Linked DNA regions of Acanthopagrus latus: region 1 is linked to region 2. The links are chromatin contacts, called in public Hi-C maps. All regions are on one chromosome and are shown on one strand. Each heading gives the region's core, a stretch centred on a gene start, on an enhancer-like site or on the middle of the called end of the contact. The rest is flanking DNA. Distances are from core to core; before and after follow the strand shown.

The links. A called contact is a pair of places that touch in the nucleus more often than the background predicts.
Region 1: a contact with region 2 is called in a Hi-C map of muscle, with 3 times the contacts expected there. The contact joins the promoter of si:ch73-206p6.1 here to the promoter of LOC119008657 in region 2. A contact is called at or near these places in 3 of 4 Hi-C or Micro-C datasets (liver and muscle).

The regions. Positions count from the first base shown.
Region 1 is chr19:17,968,750-17,972,996 of fAcaLat1.1, reverse strand. It overlaps si:ch73-206p6.1 (phospholipid scramblase 2), which reads left to right and starts at 1,451. Exons shown (of 7, transcript XM_037078470.1): 1 at 1,451-1,557; 2 at 2,186-2,276; 3 at 3,611-3,653; 4 at 3,734-3,954; 5 at 4,080-4,241. The coding sequence starts at 2,208. The region is part of intron 2 of LOC119008330 (a long non-coding RNA gene); the gene reads right to left.
Region 2 is chr19:17,718,437-17,722,987 of fAcaLat1.1, reverse strand. LOC119008657 (sodium/hydrogen exchanger 9-like) reads left to right here and starts at 1,756. Exons shown (of 15, transcript XM_037079214.1): 1 at 1,756-2,216; 2 at 2,943-3,142. The coding sequence starts at 2,069. It overlaps dipk2ab (divergent protein kinase domain 2Ab), which reads right to left and starts at 1,180. Exons shown (of 4, transcript XM_037079715.1): 1 at 1,058-1,180.

The DNA of each region.
Region 1 (4,247 bases), core at 202-2,701, 250 kb before region 2:
AGTGGGAGAGTAATCGTTGACAGCTGTGGCCACAAAGCTGTACTCCATGTCACTCTGCTGCACACACGAGCAATAGAGACATGAAGGTAAAACTGTTTCTGGGTGTATTTGTGCATAAATCATGGGAACATTTCAAACCAGCTTTCGACAGACGTTAAAGATGCTGTCAGTGTGGTGTTCCTGGTAGAAAAGATGCAACAAAGGTGATGAAGCAAAGTGTTAAAAGCTGGACATTTTAAAGAGGCTCTGTAGAACTTATGTGTCGTGCTCGAGGCTGTTATTATTAGTTTATGTTTTCTGTTTATCAGCTGTTTTGGCTAAATTTATTCTTATAATCAAAAAAATCCAGCTCATGAAATGAGTCACCACACATTTGAGCACACAGTCCTGCAACATGATACAAAATGAAGCTTACGGAAAAAATCAACATCGTAATAAATGTAGTTAGAATACTGCAGCTAAATAACCAGCATGTTATCTGGGAATGCCCTTCTGTATCTAATCTTCGGTCCAAAGCGGCTACCTCTGAGTTTCCATCAATAAAAGAATGGTGACATCATTTTAGGGATATTGCGCTCACAGAAAGCTCATTAGCTGTAATCCACAACGCACAGGCCCCCTGTAGAAGCTCAGGATATCCTCAACAGCTCTCTTGCAAACCCTCACATTCTTGGCACAGATATAATAATAATAATATATTGTTGACTGACTGCTGGGTTTTTGTTGGAGCTTCTACATTGTTATATTCACTTACCACCATCCCTTCTATCCTCATGTCTGATTTTTTTCTTCTATTCTTTGGCAAGGCACTGGTGGCTTATATATAATTTTGTGTAACATGTTGTTTATATGCACAATAATCTTGGTACTTGATCTATGGTACTCTGTATCTGTATATCCTGTGGTAGTGGTGAATGGACTTGCATTTTTACAGCGCTGTTACAGTCTACTGACCGCTCAAAGTGCTTGTCACACACACACACATTCATACACTGATGATGCCATGCAAGAGGCCGACCTGCAGCAACTTCCAGCAATTTGGGGTTCAATCATGCTCAAGAATACTACAATGGGGATTTGAAAAAGCAACCTTCTGATTGCTGGATGACCTGCTCTACTTCCTGAGCTGCAGTCGGCCCACAACCAAATCGTTCAATAAAAAGTTGAATTTGAAAAAAAGCCAAAAAACTGTCAATTAATTTTCACCATAGACATCTCTATAACGCACCCAATAAAACTCTTTAAGCTCATCAAATTCCAAACAAAACTCAATTATTGCTGAGAAATTAATAATTCAGTGCATTATGGATGCTTTCTGTACTACCAGCTGTCTAATTAAACCAAATTAGCACTTAAGGCTGGTCTTGATTGGTTCTATCGCATCTCGTTCTTGTCTCTTCGCCTCTCTTCTGTCTGCTTCTCTTCTACACTCTCGCCCCGCCATTGGCTCCCGGAGATGGGAAGTACGATGACGTCGAACCAATGGGATTATAGGTTTATTCCATAGTCCTGGTTCCGGAGTGGCCTGTTATTTCCGAGGTAGCAGGTGGAATATCGGTGAGTAACTTGGGGTTTTCCTGTAAATCTCTGACTGTTGTGTGTTTAATGTGAACTGCTCGGACTCTGATGATAGGCTCGCCCTGTGGCACGTGTAAACCTCGGCGCGCGCTCTCTCTTTACCACCTGGTAAGCAGTGAACAGCCCACTTCTCTCCACACACACACACACACACACACACACACACAGATCTGCACTGACATGGCCTACCTGTGTGTGTGTGTGTGTGTGTGGCTCGTGTGTGGCTGTAAGCTAGTTGTTGACGTGTAAACAAAGGGAGTAAGAGGATTTCTCACGGTGGTCTCCTCCCGTCACTAAGCGTCACTTCCAGATCAAGATGAAGATCTGCGTCGCCGCCCACCATCTACGGTCTCCCCTCCCCTCCCCCCCGCGGAGGCTGTGAACCAGCTGCTCCCACACACCGTGTCCACCTTAACGAGGCCACGGACACGATAGTGGTGCGAGAAGGACGAGGGGTCTGTTAACTTGACAGTAACAACTCGGGCAGACAGAGAACAACACATGAACCCGCCGTCCATCTGCCGCGATCCGTCTCCATTTGTTTATGAGTGTCGCCCAGTTTGGCACAAGATGGCGCTGTGTCTCACTGCTCTGCATGTGTCACCAGGTCTCCCTCCAAGCCTGACAACATGAACATGTACGCTGTGCCCAGCCCGGGAATACCAGGCTGTCCACCTGGGTTAGAGTACCTGACTCAGGTAAGAAACTATTACAATTAGAATATAAGTCTATATTTGCTGTTTACATGTCGAATCTGCTGCTATTAATCACCTCTGTCACCAAATCCTCTACCATAGCCTTGTTTCCATTTTGTATTCCTTCTTCCTTATTTTTACTCTTATATAACTTAATCATTTATTGCTCTATTTGCTTTCAGACTGCATACATTTCCACATTTATCGTATCTCACATCTTATGTAGTTTAGTTTTATTTGAAGCTGAAGGTAAAGACGGGGTGGCTAAAATGATGACAACACAAAAGCGGCTTTGACAGGGTGCAGTGTAGTTTTGGAGAAGACCTTTAAATGTAAATGAGGCAATAATACAAACTCTGAAATATTTGTTTGAAGAAAATAGTGTTTGAAGTTAGAAAGTTGGCAGGATCCACCACATATAAATAAAGTAAATCTGTAAGAAAATGTGTTGTCCTCCAAGGTCAGTTTGTTTATTCAGTCATGAAAATAAAGAGTTTGTTTCTCTTGTGATTTAAATGTATTCCCCCAAACTACATAGTGCACCATTAAGAAGGGATGGTGCACGTTAATAAAACACATGGTATCACTTGGGTAAAAATGACAGAAGTAGCTTTTTTTTTTTTTTTTTGATCGGTTGTCCCTGGTCAAGGTCTTAGAAATGCTTCCTGAAATATAGCAGAGCAAAGGAAAAACAAAACAAGCAGCACAAAACAAAACAGCACAAGGCATGCTGTTTTAAAGATTGGAAAAAGAAAGATTGTCTACTATATATATATATATATACATACACATATATATGTATGTTTATAGCTCATTCATAGCAAGCAAGCTGAGTATTAACCGTCTAATGTTTTAAGTGTTACTAAAAGATCTACATGTTTTGCTGTGTAATGTGATTTGGAACAGTATTACACTCTCCTGAAACCTCAGACAGACCAGGTTGATTGACACAATATGTATCAGTTCCTCTGTTGATAAAAGGGCAACAAGTGGCAGGGGAGCTGAGTCATGAGTGACTTTAGAGACCAGGCACATATTTACATATTTCATATAGTCATCCCATCTTCACATATGATGTTTTCTGAAGATAGCGCTTCGATGGACGTACTTTGATTTTTCACCTTCAGTCTGCTGTGGTCAGCTTGTGACCAACTTTGCAAACAGCAATTCAAATTAGTGAACATCATACAATGTTGAAATCCTCTGTAGACACGTGAGATTTAACTTTTTTTTTGAAAGATTTTCTTTTTTTTAACATGTGACTGAAGGAGAGGTTAGTGTCAGTTAACAGCCAAGACATCTGAATCCAGTGTATGTCCTTATCTGTTTTTTTCTAGGTGGATCAGCTGCTCATCAAACAGAAGGTTGAGGTGGTTGAAGGTAAACTTGCATCCATCTGTCATTTATGTTGTTTAACACACACAGCAAACAATCTTCATACGTATTGTTCATCTGCGCAGCCCTCGTTGGTTTCGAAAGCAACAACAAGTACGAAGTCCGTAACAGCATGGGCCAGAACGTGTTCTACGCCGTCGAGGAGAACGACTGCCTGAGTCGACAGTGCTGCGGTCCCCTGCGTCCGTTCACCATCCACGTCCTCGACAATTTTGGAAAAGAGGTCATCACAGTCACCAGGCCGCTCAAGTGCATGTCTTGCTTCTTCCCTTGCTGTCTACAAGAGGTCAGTGAGGCCCCTTGTTGTGTTTTGAGGTGGTTTTCTAGTTTTACATGTTCCTTTTGAAACACAATTTTTTGTGAGGATATGGCGACAAATCACACTCTGTTCTCCCACAATCCCCCACTCAGCTGGAGGTGCAGTCTCCCCCTGGCAACATAGTGGGGTACATTGCACAACAGTGGCACCCGTTCTCCCCGAAATTCCTTGTTGCGAACGAACACAGCGAGCCTGTCCTGAAGATCCATGGGCCCTTCTGTGGATGGAGCTGCCTACCAGATGTTGACTTTGAGGTGGGT
Region 2 (4,551 bases), core at 507-3,006:
CGTTGACTAGATGCCTCCTCCGAACAAATCTCAGATCATAACAGAGCCTCAAGCTGTATGTAAATACTGCTTTATTATGTTCTGCGATCAGGGAATGAAGTTCAAGTGGCAGCAAACCATCACCTTTATCATCTACATCTGCCTGAGCACGATGACACCACATTGCAGTGTAGTGCATGGTATTAGTCTTTGGCTGACATCAAGTTGTGTTCAGGTACCTGTGATGGGCATGAGTCATGGTTCCTCATTAAAGGATATGATTAAAGAGGACGGCGGTCAGCTTGAGATGCCGCCGACAACACCACCATGAGCTCTTTTAGCAGTAATAATAAACTTCCTGTCACAGTTGAGCGGATGTGGGCATCTGATAAGAAGCGTTTGTTTTCTCAAAAACACCGTCGTCTACTTTTTGTTATCTGATCACTGAATCATTTTTTGAGGAAGGAAGCCGCGACGCTCTACGTGTCAAACACCATTTAACACCTATGTTTGTTTTGTTTGTTTGTTTTTATTTTAAATTAGTATTTCTTTATTTCGCTATTAAAGTCGAGGATGGAATAAGTAGCGTTGAAGCGACTCCTTTAATCTACACTGTGCCGATAAAACGTTTGTTACAGGATTAGTTCATTGTGGACACGGGGCTGCAAAGAAAACTGTGAAACAAACCTGTATGACTTTTCTTCCCCCTCCGGTGTCTGTAGTGTAGTGAATTGCTTAACGCTCCGTTGATATCATTCTTCAAAGTTGGACGACCGATACTTGAAACCACCGCCGACCGTATCTGAGCCCCGAAAACCGCTTCTCGTCCAAATCTCGACGGAGATCTCTATCATGCAAACTCACACGGGCTTCCCATTTCTAGCTCCTAGGTATCTAGCCTGCTAGCCTGCTAGCTGCAGAAATAAACAGTTGGGATGTCGAGTCTTAACTCTTCATATACCGGCTCTTTCCGACCGGACGACGCGGTCCCCCTCACAAAAGAAAACAGCGTCCGCGTTGTGCATTGTCGTCCGTATCTGTCCGCGTATCATGAGTCCCTTTGTGGTCAGGGAATTACCCTCTTTCCTTCTTCTCTCTGGCGGTAGCTCACTCCTCTCCAACACCACAATGGGTTCTGTTTCGACTCTTTTCAACACCAGCCTCTCCAGCCTTTGCGACACCCGTCGTCCGTTTACGGCCGCGGTTGCTAAGCGATTGTTCTAATATTGTCTCGTCTGGATCGCCCCCCCGCCCCCCCGAGCAAAGTTTTGCCAAATTTCTATTTTTCCCGTTGCCTCCATTAGCTTAAAAGCATTTTTTCCCCTTTCTTTTTAAAGACGAACATAGAGGCTTGATCTAGAATAAAAATGTAACGGAGATTACAATGCAGTTAGGTAATGTGATCAGAAAAAAGCAGCTTCTTGACAAAACAAAACTTTTGTTTTTGTTTGTATTTTATGCAGTATAAGAAAATCTAAATGAAATGTCTTTCGACAGGATTGACTGTTCAGTGTTTCGACAGAAGTAACAGACACCCAAACCTTTTTTATTTATTTATTTATTTATTTATTTGTTTGTGCTTGTTTTTGTTTTATTTTACATAACACAAAAGATGGATCCAACAAAGTCTTTACAAACATATCACCAATTAATCAATTACTTGATAATTAAGGCAGATGACTAAAAGTCGGTTAGACTACTGGCCTATCACAGCAGGCAGGAGGAGCTCCGCGTGCATTCGTTTGTGTTCACCGCCATCTGCTGGAACACGAGCGGTTGACGCTGAGTGAGTGGTGCGTTCATGTGATTTGGAAAAAAAGATACTCATCACTCGGAAAACGTGAACGCTCTCATTTTAAACAGATTACAGGCTTCAGTTTGGCTTTTTCAGAATATAATAATAATAATGCACTACCGTGCAGTTGTCATTCTGTTGTATTAACTCTCTGTCATCTGTGGCAGAGACCTCCGAGGCGTTTTTAAAGGCACCACTGGCACTTGAACCGCTGCTGATGCGGATGTTGCTGCTGCTGCTGCTGCTGAAGTGAAGCAGTTGTTTCCGAAAAGTTTGACCTTTTTCCAAACGAGAATGGCCGCACCGAAGCAAATACAAGACTATACTGCATTATTGCTCCTGGTTTCAATTGGCTTGGCGCTCGTAACTATTCTCAGTGTGTGGAAGATGAATCAATTTAAATATAGACTTATACATGAGACTGGAGGTGCAATGTTTTATGGTAAGTAGCATACACTAATACACAGTATATAGCACGGAAGCTAGCTAGACTTCCTGACTCACAGTTTCATTTGGCTGATATCAGAGTGTTAACGAAATAAATTCATTTTCAGCCTTTGTAGGCATGAAGCAGAAGCTTCTCACCATCTTTTTTTTTTTTTTGCTGTATCCACCATTTTTTTTATTGGCTGAGCAGAGTATATATTTTATAACCCTAACCCTAACTATCTTTTAAAAAAAAAAAAAAAAAAAAAAGTAAATAAATAACACAGCAACCACTAGTAATCTGAAGTTAGCTTTGCCACTCGTTCACAGCTAAAGAAAATCACGGCTAAGGATAATTTTAAAGGTGCAATGTATGATATTTATTTGTGTATGTGGCTAGTTGATTGGCTATATTGTGATAAATGATGGGGCTACTGGACTGAACCTTTCTGTTCAGGCTACTTCACTCAAAATAATAACCTACATTAATTGCCAGGTAGTCCGAGATATCATAAACTATTAAGGGCTCAGCAGCCAGCAGTACTCTTAAAAGGTTGCAGTTTCACCCATGTTTCATCACCATAACAACTTATAATGTAGATCTTGCTATGTGGTATATTCATGTCCACTTTTAATCTTCTATACTTTATACTAATATTTGTCCCAAGTGTAAGCTATCAGATAAATGCTGTCATTTTCATCACAATGGCTTTTTTCTTTCTTTTTTTCCACTCCTCTGCAGGTGTGCTTTTAGGGTTAGCAGTGAGATGTTTGCCATTCGACTGGGGACAACATGCGGTCAATATTGGAGAGACTGTGTGTGCTTGCGGCGGACTTAACAGCACTCCTCATATCTTGACGGTCAACATCACACCACGCCTTCACTATTATAGACATGTTGGGAAAGTGAACCAAAGCTGCCCACCAGTCTCAGGCCCTCTGGTGAGTATGGCGACTTCATCTGACCTTTACTTCAAATACATTTTGCAAAAGCAAATCTTTTGTGTAGGCACTGGTGAAAATGAAACAACATGATTGTCAGTATTGCAGAGGGAACCCGTAAAAAAAACAACTGTACCGCACACAGGATGTTTTCTTTTCCTCTAATGATTTTTTTTATTTCGTCTGAAATAACACATATTTTTTTTCACCGCTTCTCCTTTGATCACCACTATTTTTCTTCCCTTTTGTATGCTGGGTATTTACATCAACAGTCTCCTCTAATGGAGCTTAGTTATTGGTTTTCCTCTAAATTACTTGCATGGTCTGTTTGTTACTGGGGAAGCAAGAAAGTGGTCGTACAGAGAGAAAGAGGGCAAGAGAGCAATTTAACCTATATTAAGGATTTATTAAGGAACAGATAGGGGAGATTACATTTTCAGGTGTGCTCTGTGGACAAGGGGAAATTAGAAGGCATCTAAACACAGAAACCAATAAACAGACTTCAGTGGAGTAGATAAAGCAACAAAGGGTTCTGATCAATGAGCAATAAACAGGTTTGTACAAACATTTTCTCAAAAGTATGTTCCTGCCAACAACTGCAAACATTAAGTGGGTGAATACAATAATAAAACCTAATTTATTTCTCCTTGAAATGTTCCACTGAAGACTTTGTCCAAGTGTTTACATAGAGAAGTCCCATAATGAGATAGTTTTGCAGGTGACATCTGTGCTGGATTGCTGTGCGCTGCAGGAAAGATGTGAGATAGTAAAGTAATCTCAGGAGACACTGCAGCTTTTAATCTCAGATGGAGATGGCCATTTCGGCCTATGACACAGAACTCAGTAATGGAGGTGAATATATACCACATCTCACTGTTATAAAGTGGAGGGAACTGTGATAATGTTCCAAATAGTAACGCTGCGCATATCGATCAATGATGTCTTCGTTGTGTAGAAGTGAGGTGCTGCTGCTTATGATTTCATGCTATATTTAATTAGCGCTGATCCATTACTTTAACAATCATTTGTTTCTGTTTATACCATGAAATTGTTGTTGCACTCATATATAACAGAAATATAAAATCATTGAATGTGCTCTCCTGTAAACAGTGTGCTGTTGTGTTAAATGTCCAGTAGTCGGGATTCAGGGGAATCTATTGGATGAAAGTGACTTTAATTATCATAATTATGTTTTTAATTAGTGTACAATCACCTGGAAATAAGAATTGTTTTGTTTTTGTTACATTGAAATAAGCCTTTTAAATCTACAGAGAGTGGGTCCTCCTCCGCGGCGTGGAGATGCTCTCTAAACGGGGATAAAGTTATTTAATCGTGCACACTTTCTAGACTTTCCAATGTTATTGGACCAAATGAATCACATTATGATAGTGAAACTAGTCATTTCATGG